2 separate regions of the Hordeum vulgare genome follow, and region 1 is linked to region 2. A link is a contact called in public Hi-C data. All regions are on one chromosome and are shown on one strand. Each heading gives the region's core, a stretch centred on a gene start, on an enhancer-like site or on the middle of the called end of the contact. The rest is flanking DNA. Distances are from core to core; before and after follow the strand shown.

Evidence for each region. Hi-C and Micro-C count contacts between places; a contact is called where the count stands out from the background.
Region 1: a contact with region 2 is called in a Hi-C map of leaf, with 6 times the contacts expected there. The contact joins the promoter of LOC123395435 here to the promoter of LOC123398877 in region 2. A contact is called at or near these places in 3 of 6 Hi-C or Micro-C datasets (leaf and seedling).

The regions. Positions count from the first base shown.
Region 1 is chr5H:134,327,438-134,332,272 of MorexV3_pseudomolecules_assembly, forward strand. LOC123395435 (poly [ADP-ribose] polymerase tankyrase-2-like) reads right to left here and starts at 1,298. Exons shown (of 11, transcript XM_045090436.1): 1 at 1,043-1,298; 2 at 528-674; 3 at 314-445; 4 at 27-166. The coding sequence starts at 1,109.
Region 2 is chr5H:134,116,115-134,120,836 of MorexV3_pseudomolecules_assembly, forward strand. LOC123398877 (peroxidase 24-like) reads right to left here and starts at 3,122. Exons shown (of 4, transcript XM_045093322.1): 1 at 2,764-3,122; 2 at 2,495-2,686; 3 at 2,195-2,360. The coding sequence starts at 2,985.

The sequences.
Region 1 (4,835 bases), core at 48-2,547, 210 kb after region 2:
GATTAGGTGTGAAATCAACAGCTTACATCAGCGCCATGCTCCAGCAGAATTTTCATGGCCTGATGCTGACCCTTTGCAGCAGTCATGTGCAATGGTGTCCCTCGGTAATTGATAACATCCACGTCAACTCCTTTGGACAGCAACAGTCTTACAATCTCACAATGACCTAGAGGCACAACAAATATATAATGAAGGCCAAGTTAAGCAGAGAAGGAGCTTCTACATAGTATAAAGAACATTTGTAAGCTAGTACTATCCTGTAAGCCTTCCATCTATTTCAGAGACTAAGTGAAATGAAGAATGAGGAACGCACCATGCTCTGCTGCATTGTGCAGCGGCGTTAAGCCCCTCTCACTAGGTTTTGCCGGATCGCTGCCATGATCTAGAAGATACCTGGCAACCTGAACATTTCCCTTCAGTGCAGCGTAAAACATCGGTGTTGCACCTACAAGGAGAATGCAGCATTTCAGCAGCAAGTACTGATATAATCAAGGTCGAGCCTCCTGTTATTGGTGCACAGATTTTACCTACGCTTGACACGGAGTTGATATCGACCCCCACTTCCTCCACCAGGAACTTACAAATCTCCAGGGACCCCTTATTTGCAGCGAAATGGAGTGCGTTTAGCCCTTTGGGGTCCTTTGTTTGCCTCAAATCCATCTTCTTGGACATTTCTAGCATAGAGAAATTGCAGATGCAACAAAAATCAAATAACACAATCATGAAAATTCTGAGGAGCGTGGTGGATTGAGGAGATATTTGCACCGTCTGAGGCTCCAGATCGACCTAGATACGGAAGTTATCTATACATGCAGATGCAGTCTAAAAAAAAAAGGTGGTTACTGCCTAACTTGAAGAACAAAGCCGAAGGAACTAACGCCCGTTTTTTTCAGAAACTAACCGGAGAGAACATCAGATTCGACCACGCTACATAAGCATTACTAGACGAGAGTGTCCGGGACAATGGAGACGCCGGTATCAAAAAGCATTTCATCCGACACTAGATAGAAGAGGAGACAGCGGCAAAGACGACGGCACTTACTCTTGAGGAGGCGGAGATTGCCGTCGAGGGCGGCCAGGAGGGCGATTGCGGCGGGGTTGGGGGCCATGGCGGCGGCAGAGGCAGTGCCCTCTCGCTGGGGCCCTAGGGTTGCTGAAGGTTCCAAAGATCTGGCTGGGCTGGGCGGGGCGAGTGGAGTGAGGATTTGGGTAGGGGGAGGGGAAAGCAGGCGGTGGTATGTGGCGCCAGACGGGGCTCGTGGAGTGCACGGGAAACGAGTGGGCCTCACGTGTCCATGCTAGTAATGTTAACGCGTGTCACGCTAGTTTTGCTTCCGTGTCACGTGAGGTTGCTCTAGTTTCTTTATCTTTTCGGTGGGTACCTGATGCTCGAGACTCGAATGCGATGTCGGGTGGCCGGTGGATCCGCTGCGAGGACGATAGGTGGAAACACTACTTTCCTCTGTTCATCAATCTAAATCTTTTTTTTAACCGGCGCCTTTTGCACAAGCAAACGTGTTTAGACCAACTTCAGCGCGCGACCCCATCCAAACATTCGTTTTGTCCGAATTCTGTCCGTTTGGAACGGGTAATGGGGTCGTGCTTGGGTCATTTCTGGGATACGGTGACCGTGCGCCCAACACGCGGACGCATCCTTGGCCGTATCCTCTCCGCCTCATTTTCAAACACAAGCATTCGAATAGCCACGGCCCATAGTTCACGCAAGCGGCCTTAGATCACGCGGCAACACGGCCAGCCTACACGTCCTCGCCGGCAACACAGCCAGCGGCCGGCAACACGGTCGGCTTGCTTTCTTTGCATCTCCACGGACGGGCGGCCGCCGCTGCACGACCCGGCGTGACGTTGAGGTCGATGACGGCCGAGGGGGCGCGGCATGAACGGCGCGATCACGCTGACTTCTGGCGACCCCGATAAACGGGTATGGGCTTGGCACGTGGGCGGAGGGAAACCGGGCGACAATGGTGTGGTCGACGACGTCGTGGAGCGGCACTGCGAAGGCCGGACAACCGACGAGCATGTGCTCGCCGGCCCGACGGGCGCAACCGAGAAGCTCATCGAACGGCACAACCTCATCATGAGGAGGGCGTGCGCCTTGCTGACGATGGCCTCCTTCTCTTAAGCATCGGCCTTCTGTCGTGCGGCCTCCAACGCAGCATGCTCGATGGCGTACGCGGACGCGGCGTCCTTCCGCTTCGCCTCCGCCCGCCGGTTCCGCCTCTTGGCCGATTCCACGTCCAGCTTTGCGATCTCCTCCGACGTGAGTTCCGACCGCGTCTCCTTCATACCCTTGGGCGCCTTCTTCTTCTTCGCCTTGGTGGCCGGGACGACAGTCGGGTCATCGGAATTCGGCGGGGGATTGGCCAAGGCGGGCGGAGGGGAGGGCGGGGCGTGGGAGGGTTTTGGGGGGAAATGAATTGGAATGGGGCATGGGGCGGGAAGGTCGTGCTGCTTTGTGCCACCAACGGGCGGGCCACGGGAGGACAAGCGCGCGCGTCCCGCCCGTCTGTGCGGCATCCGCGCGCTGTCCCTTTCACCTCAAAATCGGACCAAGTTTGGTCCGGAAATGGGTCAAAAGCGGACAGAAAACGGACAAACGTCCGTTTGCACCCGCGCGCTGGGCCACGTGGTGTGTCCCTTTTGCCCAAAATGGACGCGAGCAGACAAGATAGGGTCGCCCGCTGAAGTTGGCCTTAATTCAACCGACTGATTCTCTCCTTCCGTAAACCGCGTCCACTAGTCAACACGTGTCCCTATTCCCCTCTAGCCTCTTCTTATCTCTTCGTACGCGCTTCTTCGTTCGTAGGTTCTCATGTTCATCTTTCCCCTCCTATCTCTTTCTTTTGTTCGTCGCACTGAGACACGAGATGGCTTTTGTGAAGACTGCAACCACTCACCCATCGCTGTAGCGAACCGAGAGGAACAACGACGACCACCTCCCGGTGCATCCCCGCGTCAACATCTATTTTTGCTCCAAACGACGGGGCGACGCGATGCATCCTTGCCACGATTGCACTGCAGCTCATCGTCGGGGTTGCAATGCGACACAAAGCAAGATGTTGGAGACGGCGTCGCTCATACTGCTACAACACAGCACGCAAGGGGAGGCCAGCACCGTCCATCGTCGGTGCTGCAATGCAACACAAGGGGGGCGTCAGAGATGGCCGCCGCTCGCTAGAATGCAACACGCAAGGGGGTGCCGATGCCGCTCGCCGTCGATGCTGCAATGTAGCACAAGGGGGACGTAGCACATGTCCTCCGCTCGGTGCAATGCATCATGGTAGAGGATGCATATGTCGATTGTCGTCTGTGCTCCAACGCAGCACAAGGGAGACGCTGGAGGCGAGAGCCGCTCGGCATACTGCTGCAATGCAACACGCAAGGGGAGACAGGCGCCTCTCATCGTCGGTGTTGTGACGCGACGAGAAAAGGGACGTCGGAGACGGGGCCGCTCGTTGTACTCCTGCAATCCAGCACACAAGGGGAGACAAGGCCGACGTCTATTGCAAGGACGGTAGAAACTACTGAAGCGTGTTGCGTCGAACGACACTGCAAGTCAGTAGTGAGCCACGCGATGCAAACACCGTTGGCAAACAGGGTCGACGATGCTAGGTGTCGGCGCGAGACGCGAAGAGTAGTGAACCAACGACGGGTCAAGTTTGACTAATCAAACGGCTCGAAGGGGTGAATCCTACGGCTAAGAAGGCGGATGATTTTCTCAACTTTTCGACCAACTGATGCATAGCACTCGCCTTTCTAGAACGTAGGGAATAATTGTGTTTGTTTAAAATAAAAAAGTAAAGAACGAGAATGAATAATGAATTAGAGACCCATTAATCTATACTAATAACAAAGATGGTCTATTTATATGAGGGAGAAAGAACACATATTACTTGGGAATGAAGTAAGCGCATAGTTATCTAAGAGTGAAGGAATTACATAGTTGTCTTAACAATTAAGGAAGTACATGATTTATTGAGAACCAAACAATCTATCTAACAATTAACTTAATCCTAATTAGCTTGATTAATGAGCATCTAATATATTCCTGACACTCCTTGTACAACGCCTTTTCTTGGGTATATTTATCATTTTAACACATCCTTTAACTAATAAAAGTCTTCCTCCAAAACCGTGTGAGAAAATATGAGAAGAATAGTGCGGATATGTTACTAAAACTGCTTTAAACCAGTTAGAAAGTAATAAACAAAAATGATGTGGCATATAATGATTATTATCTCTTGATAGTTCGTATGATAAAGACTTTTGAAGAAGGGGGAATTCGTTGATGAGTTTAGTCGGTAGTGTCATATAATTTCCTACCATTTCAAGTCATAGAGTGACTTATGAAATTTTACACAGAACATGTTGTGGTTTGCTTTTGGATTCAGAATTATAACCCCTTCAGGGACTTCAATATATATTTCTGACATGAGTGACTCATATGAGTATTGATAGCCTCCAGGTGCAGAGGGTTTACTTGTAGCCTTTTCGAAGTAAGAGTATCAATCCTACGGGGAGAGACAAGAATTAGTATTTTGCCTCTTGTATAGATTTATGTATTTTATGCCTGCAGATAATTATAGACTTAAAGCATAGTGAGGGCGAATAGAAGTTATTGTTGAGTATTGGAACAAACTTTGAAGTAAATAATATAGAAGTAAATGAAGAGCGACGAGTGAATGATTAATGAAACAGCAAAGGCGTTCTCACGGAGTGTGGAATCCCTATTGGTATATTTCTTGAGCATCTATGCTTGGGCATAGTGTGATATGGATACTTGAGCCATTCTTGATGATTATGCTTGGCAGAGCCGG
Region 2 (4,722 bases), core at 1,872-4,371:
ACTCGCCAACAAACAAACGGACCCGTGCCCGCCGTCGATCGATCGATGCATCATCACTCATGTCATGTCCAGGCAATGGCTACCGGCCGGCCGGCCAGTCGCCGTCGCCCCGGTGTAGCGACTGTGCACTGTGGCCACTCTCTCGCGCCCATCAGCGGGAGGTCGCCGTCGCCCCGGTGTAGCGACTGTGCACTGTGGCCTGTGGGCACTCTCTAATGGACCGTCGTTTTTTTTTTTGGCATAAACAGTGTCATCAGATGTGACTTGGATCGTAACTAAGCACGTCGGTCGCTCGAATACTATGTTTCTTTAGTCTAATATTTTTTTCGAAACAGATGCAAAAATTGCCTCATTTATTAAATAAGTAAAAGAAAAATATTCAGTTAATTACGGAAAAGTGGACAAAAAAGGTACAACAAGGTCCATGCCCACTCACTCAGGATAAAGCCCATCCTTATCGACGACACATCGGCCGCACAACGCAGCTTCGACTCTCACGAAGAACTTTGTAGGACAAAATCACGCACGGTTGGCGTCACGGAAGATCGCCGAACAGGCTACCTGCAGCTAGTCATCGTATATCGCAGGACCACGCCGCTGCGGCTTCGACTCCATAGCAACAAACCGACCGATGCAAAACCGTGGACAAGCCGAAGAAGAGCCGACTACCGCAACCATTATCGCACCGCCAACATTGCTCCCACCATCATCGTTGTCACAAAAGTCTGGACGCCACACCCGCCACCAACCGCCATCCACCGATCCTGCTCACTGACGCCAAGCTCCCAACACGAAGCCCCCAAGAGGGAATACGACACCAAGGCGCCGTCATCGTTCCATCATAGATCAAGGTTTTCCTCGGAGAGGCCGAAACGGCTAGATCCGCGCAGGAGGGATGGGAAAACAAGCAACAATGCCTTCAAAAAGATCAATGACGGCCACCGTCGGCGTCATCGCTGGTCATCGCTGGCGCATGTAACGTTAGTACATGGTTTTCTTCCAGTTTAGTTAACGACCAATTGTATTGAAAACAAATCTGTTACAGCCTTTCATTTTGAAATGAAATTAGCAACACTTATGTACATGTCAGTTCTTTTATTTTGCGGGGTATGTCAGCTGATACTGTAAATTAGTACTCCCTCCGTTTCTTAATATAATTCCTTTAGAGATTTTATTAAAAGACTACATACGAAGCAAAATGAATGTATCTATACTTTAAAATATGTTCATATACGTTCGTATGTAGTTTTCCTAGCGAAAACTCTAAAAAAAACTTATATTTAGAAATAGAGGGAGTAGTATCCATGAGGAGATTCTGTATGAACAGTCATCGACCAGGCGTCCAGGTCGTACTACGCATATACTCTTGTTAAACTTGATGATGTTCCACGCAAAAATAAACCTAATGATTTTTTTGGGTCGCCATATCTGCCGCACATACTGCGGGTAGAAGGTACCTGCCGCACACCCTCTGTGGCATCCACCCAGGGCATCCCACATGCCCACGTTCGGGCGTCTCAACCTGCAGCCCGCACGACCGATGGCTGGGCCATTCGCCCGCACGGCCCTGGATTGCCACTGCTGCTGTCCTCCACGTTCGGTAGTTGCCATAAAGGGAAAGTAGTTGCCATGCAGACGAGCAGCCAGAGGAGATGAAATGAAAAAGCAGTTGCCATCCCACTTGGCTGGGCCGATCGCCCGCACGACCGTGGCTTGGCACCGCGCTCTCATCACACATTCGATAGTTGCCATGCAGGGAGAGTAGTTGCCATGCCGACGAGCAGCCAAAGAAGATGGAATGAAAAGCAGTTGCCATTCCACTTTGCTGACAGTTGCTGTCAGTTTTCATGATAGTTGCCATGCAGATTGAACAACAACTATGCACATGTAGTTGCCATGCAGTAGTTGAGGGAAATTGCGTGGCGTGTGGGCGCAAACGTCGACCCACCACACAGGCTTGGCACTGCAAAAGCAATCCGAAAGACAATGGACGTGCGGGCGAAGAGGATGCACGTCCACACACCGACCCGATCATACGTGGTATATAAAATTTGCAAAGATTAGTGCAACCCTAAACGGACGGAGATCCATGTGTGTGGACGGTTTACAAACGCCCATACGTGTGGGCGTTATCTTTTTCTTTTATTTTGTGTGTGTGAGTAAACTTAATGATGTTGACTTGATATGTATGTACCCGAGAGGATGACGAGGTCCTTGACGTCGAGGCCCTTGCTGGCGAATTTGGCCTCAAGCACAGTGAAGTTATCCGACGGCGAGGGTATGTCGGACAGCACCTCCGACGCGCTGGATACCACGCCGTCGCGCCGCCCGAGCTGCACGTCCCACAGGTCACGACCGAACTGCATATGCATGCAGCGCACGCGCGTCAACTCTAAGCGTATTCCATTTATAATTAGGAGTAGCTAATTAGCCGTACATGCATGCATATTAAGTAGTAATTGAGTGATGCAAGCACGATCGACGACTGACCGACCTGGAAGGAGATGGCGTCCCTTGCAGCGAGCGCGACGATGTCGGCGCAGGAGACGACGCCGGGGCAGACGGCCTCCAGCACGGCCTTGGCGGTGTCGATGACGTCGAAGCCGCCCAGCGACCCGTTCGGCGCAGCGTCCTTCTCCGCGGTGTTGCCCGCCGTCGAGTCGATCAGCAGCGACGCGTCGCACCCCTACGTACACGAATCAGCACGACGTCCGTCAGCCATGCGCGCGCAGAGCGTGAGCGCCTTTTTCTGTACATACGTACCCTGACGAAACAGTCGTGGAAGAAGAGGCGGAGCAGCCTCGCCGGCAGCGCGGCGGGGTCGGCGGCGACGCGGGCCAGCACGATGTCGCGCACCACCGCCTCCGCCGCCGGGCAGCTGGGCCTGTAGAAGTGCGCCTTCAGCAGCGCCGCCTCGCGTCCGCCGGCCAGCGCGCCGACCAGCACGACCAACACGAGCAGCGGCGACGGCGCTGGTCTGGTCATCGAGATAGCTCTAGCTAAGCCGGCGTACGTAGGATGACGCGAGTGATGGTGGCGAGAGAGCGATGGACACAGCGATCGGCAGGTGAGAATAATGGGAGCTCAGCTGCTCATGGGTGTGTGGCAAGGCTGTGCCTGTGTGCGCTTATTAAAGGTTTATAAAGCCCAGCCACAGCGTCAGCGTGCGCCCGCCGGCATTCATCTCGGCCGGTGCGGTGAGGTCCCAAGTAGAAATCGCAGCTCAGCTAGCCGTCCGATTTGTCATCGACTACCGAACCGGTGACGTTTTGCGTGACGGACCTTGGTTGGGTGCAAACGCGTGCCGCTCCAGCTATGGGTAACAGCGAACCTCTAGCTACCTACCTTACCCGCTCGAGTGCTCCGAGCAACGGAATTAGTTGGCCATCGCCAGTACAGGGACGGTATCCACCGCGCATCACACGTAATACACACAAGGCTACTGCCTAGCTAGTACTCCTAGTACAAAACAAACAATAGCTAGCCTACAAAACTGACGATGCGATGCACCAAATCCGAAGTGCAAGGGGAACTCCAACGCGGATAACTAAATCTTTGACCGTCTGATCATTACTTTAAAAACTTCATAAAAAATCAAATAAGATATTAAAATGTTACAAAAACATAGCCTATATGTATGCCATTCGCATTCACAACAAAAATGTTGGAAAGACCCCATTTAAGTTTTATTTGAATAAAGAATGGTGACTTTCCAACATTTTTTATCAAGAATGCAAATGGCATGCATATATAGGTGATGTTTTTGTGAACACTTTGATATCTTATTTGATTTTTTCTGAGTTAGTATGAACATTTTATGAAGTTTTTAAAGTGACGGTCAAATAGTCAAAGGGCAAAAGCATAAGCGAAGAAAGTGGTTTGGGCGGGAACGAGTGTTTTCAGAAATTAGGGGTAAAACTGCCGAGTGTGATCTAATTAGGGACATAAATTCAATTATCCCTTTTATCTAACATCGCGGCCGACATGTTAGCTATCCGTGTTGAGAGAGCTAAGGTGGTCGGTCAGATTAATGGTGTTATTCCCTATTTGGTAGAAGAAAGTTTGTCTATTCTACAATATGCGAATGACATTATTCTTTTTATGAATAAATAATGATCTAGACAAAGCAAGAAACCTCAAGTAGCTTTTATATGCATTTGAGGAGCTATCTGGTCTTAAAACTAATTTTCATAAGAGAGAGCTTTTTTTGCTTCGGAGACGCTGCACAGTCGACAACTGAGTATGCTAGCATTCTTGGCTGCCATCTCGGACAGATCCCGATTCGGTATCTCAATATTCCGATTCACTATGAGCGCTTAACTATCGTCGAGTGGAAGTATGTGGAAGAGAGACTTGAGAAACGGCTAGCCAGTTGGAAGGCCAGACTCTTGTCATATGGGGGACGATTTATTTTGATCAATTTCGTCCTTAGCAATATGGTTCTATACATGTTGTCTTTCTTTCGCTAACCGAAAGGGGGTTTTCAGTGTCTCGGTTACTTTAGATGCAATATTTTTGGCAATGCAATAATAAATTCAAGAAATATCGGCTGGCTAGGTGGAATGTATTATGTCGCCCCAAAAGTCAAGGGGGGCTTGGAATTCAAGATCTCGAGATAAAACAAACATCTCTCTTCTGAGTAAATGGGTATATAAATTACTCACTGGAAATGGAGTGTGATAGGAAATCATTCGTAATAAATACGTGGGGTGCAAAGCTATT